2 separate regions of the Mus musculus genome follow, and region 1 is linked to region 2. The links are chromatin contacts, called in public HiChIP or PLAC-seq maps. All regions are on one chromosome and are shown on one strand. The core of a region is the stretch at or near the end of the contact, and the rest is flanking DNA. Distances in the headings are between cores, read along the strand shown.

Region 1 (5,784 bases), core at 76-2,575, 1.5 Mb after region 2:
AGTTGGCCACAAATCTCATGTGGCTGCATGGAAAGGCAGAGATAATATGAAGGAGGATTATTTTGTGATTTGCAAAGTAGTGAGCTAACGTTACCCTGAGTGAAATGATTGTACAGATTACAATGGGCACAGTCAAGATGGATCGTGGGCCCTGTGAGTGAAGGAACTCAAGGGCCTGGCTATGGTTTGGGTTTTCCTTTTATTTGGTTCAGAAGGAGGAGGAGTTTGGTAGTATGGGGCATGGTTTCTATGGTTTTCTGTTTTGGTTGATAGGTGATGCAATCGTTTTTCTACTGCGCAACTTTCTTCCCATAATATATCTGATTTTAATCCTAAGCATGCCTAGTTTTATACATAGGCATTGGATGGTAGATAAGGGATTGTCCCTAAAAATTCACTTGAAAGACGGGTCGCTTTGTTGAGTGGGCTCCCCAAAACAATTTAGACCCAAACCAATAGGGTCAGCCTTCCTGTTCTCCCTACCCAGACACATTGGGAACACATTAGAATAGGAACAATCTAGATTTGATTGTTAAGGCTGGAAATATGTATATCATTACTTAGAAAATGGTGTGTGTGTGTGTGCGCGTGTGTGTCTCAATGCAGGTGGAGATCAGCGGTTGCTAGGTGCATTGTTTAGAGAGTGGCATGTGAGCATAGCACCTGCAATAAAATAATGAGGTTGCCAAGTGAGTTTTTAAAAAGGTGTGAGTGTATGTGTTTGTGTATGTGTGTGTGTGTGTATATATATGTGTGTATATGTATGTGTTTGTGTATGTGAGTGTGCATGTATGTGTGTATGTGGGGTGTGTGTGTGTGTGTGTGTGTGTGTGTGTGTGTGTAAAACCAAGCAAAGTGCAGCAATGCTTGAGTGATCCAGTCCTCCATCTTCTCCAAACCTCACTGTGAACAGGCTTTTAAATGTCATCCATTCTACTGGGCGTCGTCTCTAAAAGCTGGTCATGCCAACGCTCTGACAGTCTTCGGAAAGCCTCTCCACACAGGTGTGGGGACCCCACCCTGCCTGTGGCAGAACAGAGTGCAGGAGAGAGGCAGCAGAGACAACTCAATACAGGCTTATCGAAGAGCTGGGGCTAGGAATGGGCGCGCAGATTTATGTTCGAGCCCAGCTCAAAGTAAGGCCACCCCAGATCTCAGCTGTGTCATCCTGAGGTTCATGATTTCCTCAGACCACAGTGTGGGCAGTTAGGTGTGGCTCTACAGAACAGAACATTTCTTTTGACTTTACCAAAGCACAAAACCACACTCTGAGTAATTCCACGTGTTGGGCTTGGATAAAGACAAGCTGGGACATCCCACGGTTTTAGTGAAGCTGTAAATGTGTCACACTGCTCTCTGCCAACAGAGAACAGGAGACAAGCAAGCAGGCAGGCTAGAGAGGCCAGTGAGAGTCAGGAAGGCCATGTGTCCCTGTGCCCCCCCAGGATGTGTGGTTTTAGCACTAACCACTCTATGTCAGTGAGTTAAAAAAAAAACAAGGTCTGCTTGAGTAGAAGCTGGAGAAAGGGTGAAGTGACCAGAGCTCAAAGCCTTGAGTAGAAGAGAGATGTCGCATAATCACTAGCTGCTACAGAAGTGTTTTTCATGTCTCCTCAAAGACCATAAGTTATAGCTGCACAGTAAGAAATTTGGGTGTGTGAAGATAAGCTGCAAACAAAGAGATGTTCTTTAGGGGAGTGTTCCAGAAGTACTACTAACACAAACACAATCAGTGAAAGCAGGAACAAGGCTGGAAGGAGCACAGGATTCCTTCCCTGCCCAGCAGTCTCCACCCAGAGGCCACTGGTTCTTCCTGCCCTTTTGATGACACTGTGGGTTAAGCTGTCTCCACCTCCACATGCTGAAGTTCTAAACCCACCCAGTTTTGGTCAGGACCTTATTTGGAAAGAGAGGTTTTGCGGATGTAATCAAGTTGTGATCGTGCCATGCTACTTTAGGGTATACTCAGTGACAGTGGTCCTTAAAGAGAAATTTGAAGATTGGCATGCTAGTATATGCCAGTAATCCCCACATGAGAAAGGGCTGAGGCCACCCTGGACTGTAGAAACAACAAAAACAAGCTGGGAGCAAATCACAGAGGAGGGGACCAGAAGGAAGAGGAGGGGTGGGGAGGGGTGGATTTGGACACAGAGACACATGTTAGGGAGGAAGACTATCTTAGTTATTTCCTATTGGCGTGAAGAGACTCCACAATCGAGGCAACTCTTATTAAAGAAAGCATTTAACTCGGGCCTTGCTTGCAGCTTTAGAGGATTAGCCTGTGGTCATGGTGGGAGCAGGTAGACACGGCACTGGAGCAGTAGCTGAGAGCTTTATATACCGACCCACAGGCAGCAGGCAGAAAGAGTAGGCAAAGCCCACCCCCCAGACACACCTCCTCCAACAAGGCCATGCCTCCTAATCTTTCCAAAACAGTTCATCCCTGGGCACTACGCATGCTAACCTATGAGCCTATGGGGCCCAATCTTATCCAGATCTCCACAAAGATGAGATATGAAGTTAAAGATGGAAATTGATGGCTTCTAAAGGCAGGGATTACTCAATACTATTGGCGACCACAAGAGTCTAGGACTGAGGCATGGAGCAGATTCTCTCCCAGAGTGTCCTCGAGTAAGCCAACCCTGCCCGGTACCTGGATTCCAGCCCCACCCCCACCAGAACTGGAGAGAAGACAGCTCTGCTATTTTAAGCAGCCCAGATTATGGCTATTGGCTCTGAGAGTCTGCGGGAATGAACGCAAGGGCTTCCACACACATGACTGATCACTTACTTAACGAAGATGAATTGAGAAAGCTCAGTATTCTATCCTCATTATGAGAGAATCCAAGCAGAGTGACAAACAGAGGAGGTGTTATAGCTGAGATGTGACATGTGCCCTCCAAGCCTGGGTTTGAACATCAGGTCTCTGGCTTGTGCATTAAGGCCTTGAGGATGTGGGACCTGAGGGATGGAGGTAGGCTCTAGGATTGATGGTTACACCCACCCCTTCCACTCATGGTTCCTGTGATGGTTTGTGTATCCTTGGATCAGGGAGTGGCACCATCTGGAGGTGTGGCCTTGTTGGAATAGGTGTGACCTGGTTGGAGTAGGTGTGTCACTGTGGGTGTGGGCATAAGATCCTCACCCTAGTTGCCTGGAAGTCAGTCTTCCACTAGCAGCCTTTGGATGAAGACTTAGAACTCTCAACTCTGCATGCACCATGCCTGCCTGGATACTGCCATGCTCCCACCTTGATGATAATGGACTGAACCTCTGAACCTATAAGCCAGCCCCAATTAAATGTTGTTTTTTTTATAAGACTTGCCTTGGTCATGGTGTCATGAGATTGTCTTCCCAGAGCTCATTGATGTCTCCATCCCATGGTCTAAAACAAAACAATAACAGCAACAATAAATTTACAATACAAAACAACAAAACATACCTTTAAAAAGTATGTAGAGTATGTGTACATTGTTTAATAAATAATTATATATACAATATACTTTGTTTTCATCTGGTTGGAGCTGTGACAGAACACCTGGAGCTGGAAGATTTAAGAAGCACTTAAGTAGCTGCTTCCAGCTCTGGGGCTGGGAAATCTGAGACCAAGGTCCTAAATGCACCTCTGATAAGAGCTTCCTTCTCTTTGCATCTTCACAAGGCAGATAGGAAGGGAACAAATGTGTTCCAGTGAGCCCTTTTCATAAGGACAGCTACTAATCCTTTCATGAGGTGGAGCTCTCATGACCTAAACACTCCCCCTGAAGCTCAACACCCTGCCTGCTGCACCAGGAATTAAGTTCACAGCCTGTGAATCCGGGAGGCCTATCTCAGATATTAGAAGATTACCATAACCTCACAAAACCTCTAGCCTAACCCAAGAGGGAGAAGCTGCCCTAGGTGTTGTGCCATATATATATGTGTATATTATAGTATACAGCCATATACATCCCTCAAAAAATGGAGTTTGATATTATCTCTTTTGAATATAAATATAAATATTTATATGCAATATAAATAGAAGTAAAACCATCTGTATTTTTTATGTCTACCTGTAATGGCTATTCCTGTTGTCAAATTGACTGTATCTGGAATGAACTACAATCCAGAAGTTGGTACCGGGGACTGGGTAGTGCTGTGACAGGCCTGACCATGCTTTTGTTTGGAAGAATGTGGATTTGGAAAGCGGTGGAATGCTTTAAGTGGGGCTCAATGGACATCCTAGGAGGAATATGGAAGATTTTATTGCTGAGAGTGATTTGAACTGTGCAGACCAAGCTCAAGAGGTTTCAGAGGAGAGCTTCAGTATGTGGCCTGGAGACTGTTTTTGTGGTATTTTGGTGAAGAATGTGGCTACTTTTGTCCTTCTCTGAAGAGTCTTCCTGAGGCTAAGTTGAAGAGACTCAGATTAATTGCATTGACAAAGGAAGTCTTAGAAACACCTATCATAGACTTTGTTTTCTGGTTTTGTCTCATGAAGAGCATTTTAAACAAGCCTAGCAGGCTGAGAAAGGAAAAATTATAGCATTGAAGTTGCCTTGGAGACCCTAAGATGTTCAAGATGCCAGAGCCCAAAATGCTAACGATACCAGCATCGTGGGATACCTGCCTAGGAAAGCTGCTAACAGGGAGTAGAACCGGCCCAGGAGAAAGAAGTTTGTTGCTGTCAACAAAGATGAAAAAGGAGATGGAGATCTAAAGACTGCCTTGACATCAGCCATGGAGATGTAGAATTTGGAGTTTGTCCAGCTTGTTTCCTGTCTTGCTTTGGGGGTTACCATTAAGTTATTGGATGACTCACAGAAGAGACTTTGAACTTTGGACTTTTAACATTGTTGAGACTGCTATAGACTATGAGGACTCTTGAAGTTGGACTAAGTGTATTCTGCATTATGCTATGGCTAGGTATGGCCCCCATAAACTCATCTTTGAACAAGCCTATAGGAGCCAGGGAGTAGAATGTGATAGTTTGCATATGCTATGCCCACAGAGTGGTATTAGAAGGTGTGACCTTGGAGCAGGTATGTCACTGTGCATGTGCGCTTGAAGAAGCCAGTATTCTGCTAGCAACCTTCAGATAAAGATGTAGGACTCTTAGCTCCTCCTGCACCATGACTACCTAGATACTACCATGTTCCCACCTTGATGATAATGAACTGAACCTCTGAACCTGTAAGCCAGCCCCAATTAAATGCTGTCCTTATAAGAGTTGCCTTGGTTGTAGTGTCTGTTCACAGCAGTAAAACCCTAAGGATTGATTTGCTTTCTTTCTATCTATCTATCTATCTATCTATCTATCTATCTATCTATCTATCTATCATTTATCTACCTATCTATCTGAAGCAGGGTCTCACTCTATTGCCCGGGGTTGACTTGACACAATGTAGCCCAGGCTGGCCTTGAAGTCACAATGATCCCTTGCTTAGCTCCCAAGCCCTAGCCTATAAGCACGAGTTATCACATCACTGATGCTTGCTTTTTCTCTCTTACCAACCCTCACTTTCTTCCTCTCTCTCCTTCCTTTGTCCTCTCTCCCTCTCCCCTCCCTTCCTTCCACCCTCCCCATCTTTCTTTTCCTTTTCTTCTGAGGTGCTGGGGATAACACGCATGGCCTTGTGCATGTTAGTCAAATTCTCCGTCACTGAACCATGTCACAAGTTGTAACTAACACCTACATTGTTGACAGTGACCTGGTCATTTTATTATGAGACTCTTGCTCTCAGAGCACTTTAATTTATTCTACTTTACTTTTTGTTTGGTCATTTTTGCCTGTACCACAAGGGT
Region 2 (5,428 bases), core at 721-3,220:
TTGTATCTGATTCTCTTACTTTCATTCTTTTCAGGCTCCATATTCCTCGGCTCCGAATCATGAGTCATATCCACCTCTCCTTTCATTAATATGGTAACATAATGGTAATTCTCCTTCTCAACAAAAGAATTTACCACGGAGGCAAAGCACACATTTTTCAGGTGAAGCCCAGCTTCTTCCCAGGTTTCTCTCTGAGCGCATTCTTCCCAGGTCTCACTGGAAAAAGAAACACAGCCTGCTTAGTGTACACATGAGGTGAGAGTCCTGGTAGGAAAATTATGGTATACAGTAAAAGCAATGGTAATTAGTTTATGCTTTAGACTGATTAAAAAAAAATCTTCCATCTTGACATTATGCATATTCTATATTTAGTGATTTGAAGACCCAAAGAGCTTTAGGTTATGCAAAAATTAACACTTAACAACAGCATTAATTCCTAGGTCTGGAGATAGACTTAGGCAGCAAGGGTGCAGTTTAGTGTGTCAGGTAAGAACCCAGGCTTTCTCTGGGTGGTGGTGGTACACGCCTTTAGTCCGAGTACTTTAGAGGCAGAGCCTGGTGAACCTCTGTGAGTTTGAGGCCAGATTGGTCTACAGAGGGAATTCCAGGACATCCAAGACTGTACAGAGAAACCCTATTTCTAAAAACAAAAACAAAACCCAACAAAAACCACTCCCCAAAACCCAAAACAAAACCAACCAACCAAACAAACAAACAACAATAAAAAACAACCCAACAACAACAAAACCCAGGCTTCTGAGTCAACTGTACCCAGGAAAAAAAGAAACATTAATTAATGTTCCTTTCGGGTTGTGTTTTGAAAGTGCATTAAATGCCTTCCTTATGCTTCAAAATTCCAGTTTAAGCCTAAAAATTGAGGCAATTAGGCAACAGAGAAAGAGATGATTAGCATTAAGGGGCATGCAACACTTGTACTTCCAGGCCACATAGGAAAGTACAGGTTACCATCAAGAGGAAGGAAGTTGTCAGCCTGGTAATGTTTCCCTGTCATGGAGAGCCAGTGAGAGGCTCCTCCATCCAGTGAATCCATCACGCCATAATCCCAACACTCAGAAAACTGAGGCAGGCAGATCTCGGTCTCTTATAACTAAATAAGCCTATTAGATAATAGTGACCCAGATAATTACATAATAGGAAGTCTCAGATTTCCTTTGAAATTGTCTACAGAATCAAGTATGGTGCTTGTTAGATAAGGCGTAGGAAGGCTTGAAGCTTTACCTTCCAAGTGTTTTATAACACTACATTATTTTATATTACTATACAAGACTAAAGGAAATCACACCGAATCTGGATGTCTTAGATACTTTTATTGTATTTTAAGGCACACTCTCGGATTAGAACACATTTTTGAGCAGAGCCAGGGTTTCTTCACGATTGCACAGAAACTGACTTAGCTACCCTTCCCCCTTTGTGGGACTGACACATCCACATCGCAGAAGCGGCGGGGCCAGCCTCACAAAACTCTGATATATTTAAATCTCATGGGGCAAAAGGAAAAGTCCCAGTTAACATCCACTTTCTCTGTAAACACTAAGAAATACAAACGACTTCCACTTGCAGCCAGGAGAGGGCAGAGCGAGGACTAACGGGGCCCGGGTACTGGCACAGCACCCCCTCCTGGCTGGATCCCGGAGGACACCGGGGCCGTAGAGAGCTCGCGGAACTCAACTGCGCACTGAAGCGCGTCACACGGACCGAGAATGGCGTGCGGACTAGTGATATTCCCGAAGCTTCCGCTTCCCGGAGGTCGTCCTGCTCACCCGAATTCCAAATGGCCCCCAGGAAGCTGGAAACTGCCGGCTCCAAACGATCCTTTCCTTTTCCCCAGAAGGACGCAGCGAGGATGCTCGCAGCTCAGCACCACCACGCCGACCCCAACTCCTGGCCGCCGCCTCGGCTCTGCGTTAGCGGCCATAGCATTTGGCTGACCCCGGAAGTGACGTTGAAGCTGTACGGGAACCGGCAGGAGCCTCGCTGATTGCTCGCTGAGTGTTGTGTCTCACGAATCACCTGTCGCCTGGTGCATAGATCATGCAGAAACAACCATATAAATAACTAACATAAGAGTACTGAAAGATGATTTGGGGAAGTAAATGAGACTAATTAAGTTTCTTTAGGATAAATTCATATTTTAGAGAAAAACAAATTATAGTAGATAAAAATATACATCAACTAAAACTGAAATATGAAAAGAAAAACTTGGGGAAATCAGCTGTAACAAGATTGACATCTTAAATCTTTGGACGGGTGGGTTTACTTTAAAAGTATTACTTTATTTCTACTAATGTGTGCATAATTTTAGAAACCCAATAGTACAAAACTGCCCAAGGACAGACACTATCCCTTTTAGCCCTGCTTCCAGAGACAGCTTTAACTCTTTGAAATGTTAGTTTTTATATTTCCACACATATATCTGAGTGTATACTTAATTTGTATCCTAAGTAATTGTCTTAGTGAGGGTTTCCGTTGCTGTGAAGAGACATTATGACCAAGGCAACTCTTATAAAGGACAACATTTAATTGGTGCTTGCTTGTAGGTCCAGAGGTTCAGTCCATTATAATCAATGCAGGAAGCATGGCAGCATCCAGGCAGTCGTGGCACTGGAGGAGGTAAGAGTTGTATATCTTGTTCTAAATTCAAACAGGAAAAGATTCAAACAGCAACTGGGAGAAGTATCTCAAAGCCCATCTCCCACAGCGACACACTTCCTCCAAAAAGGCCACAACCACTCCAACAAGGACACACCTCCCTGGGCCAAGCATATTTAAACTACCATAGTAATCCATTAGAAAGTTTCAGTATCCATTAGGTATGCTTAGCAAAGTCCTAAGTTTTGCCAATCAACGAATGTGCAAATGAATAGACAGTTTAAAACGAGAAACAAAAATAATAACTATTTTTAAAAGTGTTGACTATCTCCATTGAGGAATTGAGATGCCATCTGTACTGGCTGGTTTTGGGTGTCAACTTGACACAGGCTGGAGTTATCACAGAGAAAGGAGCTTCAGTTGGGGAAGTGACTCCATGAGATCCAGCTGTGGGGCATTTTCTCAGTTGGTGATCAAGGCATGAGGGCCCACCATGGGTGGTGTCATCTCTGGGCTGGTAGTCTTGGGTTCTATAAGAAAGCAACTTGAGCAAGCCAGTAAGAAAGATCCCTCCATGGCCTCTGCATCAGCTCCTGCTTCCTGACCTGCTTGAGTTCCTGTCCTGACTTCCTGTAGTGATGAACAGCAATTTGGAAGTGTAAGCTGAATAAACCCTTTCCTCCCCAACTTGCTTCTTGGCCATGCTGTTTGTGCAGGAATAGAAACTCTGGGCAAGATACCATCTTACCCCAGTCAGAATGGCTATCATCAAGAGATCTGACAACAAATGTTGGAAAAGTTGTGGAGAGAGAAGAACCCTTATTCAGTGTTGAGGGGAGCAAACTAACACAGACATTATGGAAATAAGTGTGGTGGTTTCTCAAAAAATTAAATATAGACCCACCCCCTCCTAACTTACTGGAAAACAATATCTCTTGACTGTAATTAGAGCAAAATGCAGAGCTCTCAGCTCCTTTAGCACCATGTACACCTGGACACTGCCATGTTTCCTGCCATAATGATAATGTGCTGAACCTCTGAACTTGTAAGCCTGCCCCAATTAAATGTCATCTTTTATAAGAGTTGCCTTAGTCATGGTGTCTCTTCACAGCAATGGAAACCCTAACTGAGACAATATATAACATGGATTTTATTCAGGTCTAAAGAAAAATGAAATTTATATTTTGGCAGAAAAAAATGGAATGGCTTGGAATGTATAACATTAAGCAAGGTCACACAGTCTCAGAAAGAAGAAAACCTCTGCATGTTCTTCCTTAAGTGCGGATTGTGGCCTACAGTATATCTGTATATTTGTAAACAAATTACATCGAGGGACAGTGAGCGGCAAAAGAAGGGGAGACAAGGAAGGGCTGAGTGAGGGTAAAGGACCGGGAAGGTAGAAAAGAGAAAATAAGGCGAGTTGTTTTTCTAGTTCTTTCCTGCCGTGGATTCCCAGGTTTGTGGTGGCAGAGAAGTGCATTTGATTGGGAAGATGTGAAGCCCAGCATGGAGCTCCATGGCCTAGGAATTGCTGCTCTGACAGGACAGGGGTTCATTGGGCTGCATAGCCTTTGGGTCTGGCTAATTTTGGTCAAAGTGCAAAATGGAACAACCACTTTGGAAAGCATACTGTGTTTCATAAAAAGCAAGTATATTTGTGTGATACAACTTGATGATTCCACTACTAGATAATGGACTGAGACAAATGAAAGTGTATGTTAATACAAAGATATGTGTGGAAATATTGCAGTAACTTAATTTATAATTAGTAAATGTTACCCTAATGGTGAATAAATAAATTAACTATGGCACATTCATAAATGGAAAATTGCTGAGAAACAAGGAACACTGTGTGGATACCATCAACTGTGTAGGCAAATCTCAATTGCTTTATGCTATATGAAAAAAATTAGATACAGAAGCTGGATAATTCCACTTAGAGGGTAATCTGAAATAGACTAAACAGCCAATAGCCAGAGCCAATAGATCAGTGTTTGCCTGAGGCTTTAATTACAGGGAGAGGTAACTGCAAACAACTGAAAGAACCTAGTGGGGAAACCCCCACTCAATATCCGTTTGGCCCGCACCCAGGAATCACGAACAGACAACCATCTTGATGTAAAAGCATGAGGTAGTTTAATGACGGAGCTCCGGGCCGACACATATCTCCCACAGGAGACAGAGGTGTTGACCACATGGTGGAGCCATAATGGCGGAGCTCCTGTTCGAAACATATCTCACACAGGAGACAGTGGTTTCGACCCTGAGGCTTGGAAGCTAGGGACTTTTATAGAAAAGGGGTGGGGCTGGGGAGGGATTGGTGTGGTTTTACATGATTGGTCCATTTAAACATCAACAGACTGTCCAAAGGGTGGGAGATAGGGAGGCACTAGGCCAGTCAGGACATGTAATGACGGGCCTGCCCGGGCATGACCTGGCCTGTTCTGCTATGTTCTCGGCCCCAGGTTTCAAAGCTCACAAACAACTCTTTGGGCTATTTGACATAAATTACATGAACCACAGGTCTCAAGTTTTATTTCCTTTCACAACAACAACAAAAATAACAAACTGGAGAGATTTTTTCCAGTATATTGAAATGTCTATGTATAAACTATGATGTTAGTAACATGACTGTGTGTTTTAACTCAAAAGACTTTGTTATATAAAGAGGGAATTTGCTACATGTGTATTAAGCCTCAGTATATCTAGCATTTTTTAAAAGCCCAAATCGAACTTGCAGAAAAGTCATGAAGTGAGGTGCCGCAGACCCTCTTTGGTCCCTGTCTGCGTGGAATGGGTCTCTGGTTGCAGGTGGACA

Evidence for each region. HiChIP or PLAC-seq counts read pairs in DNA pulled down with a chosen protein or histone mark.
Region 1: a RAD21 HiChIP or PLAC-seq map of pro-B cells shows a contact between it and region 2, with 28 times the contacts expected there. The contact joins the enhancer-like site here to the promoter of Nudt15 in region 2. A contact is called at or near these places in 2 of 39 promoter capture datasets (cranial neural crest and second pharyngeal arch cranial neural crest), 1 of 15 datasets of contacts at CTCF or cohesin (pro-B cells), 4 of 484 Hi-C or Micro-C datasets (cardiomyocytes, cerebral cortex and cortical neurons) and 6 of 115 datasets of contacts at active chromatin or transcription factors (T-cell acute lymphoblastic leukemia, astrocytes, embryonic forebrain and 3 more).

The regions. Positions count from the first base shown.
Region 1 is chr14:74,995,441-75,001,224 of GRCm38.p6, forward strand. No RefSeq gene overlaps it. Among named protein-coding and RNA genes, the nearest start is that of Rubcnl, 18 kb to the right of the region's middle. Within about 2 kb of position 1,326, at least 75 of the 459 cell types and tissues checked have an H3K27ac peak or open chromatin away from gene starts, as enhancers often do. A contact at or near this core is called in pro-B cells, where this site is marked.
Region 2 is chr14:73,523,279-73,528,706 of GRCm38.p6, forward strand. Nudt15 (nudix (nucleoside diphosphate linked moiety X)-type motif 15) reads right to left here and starts at 1,971. Exons shown (of 3, transcript NM_001360484.1): 1 at 1,782-1,971; 2 at 20-216. The coding sequence starts at 1,936. It overlaps Gm41209 (a long non-coding RNA gene), which reads left to right and starts at 2,024. Exons shown (of 3, transcript XR_874819.2): 1 at 2,024-2,268; 2 at 2,559-2,631.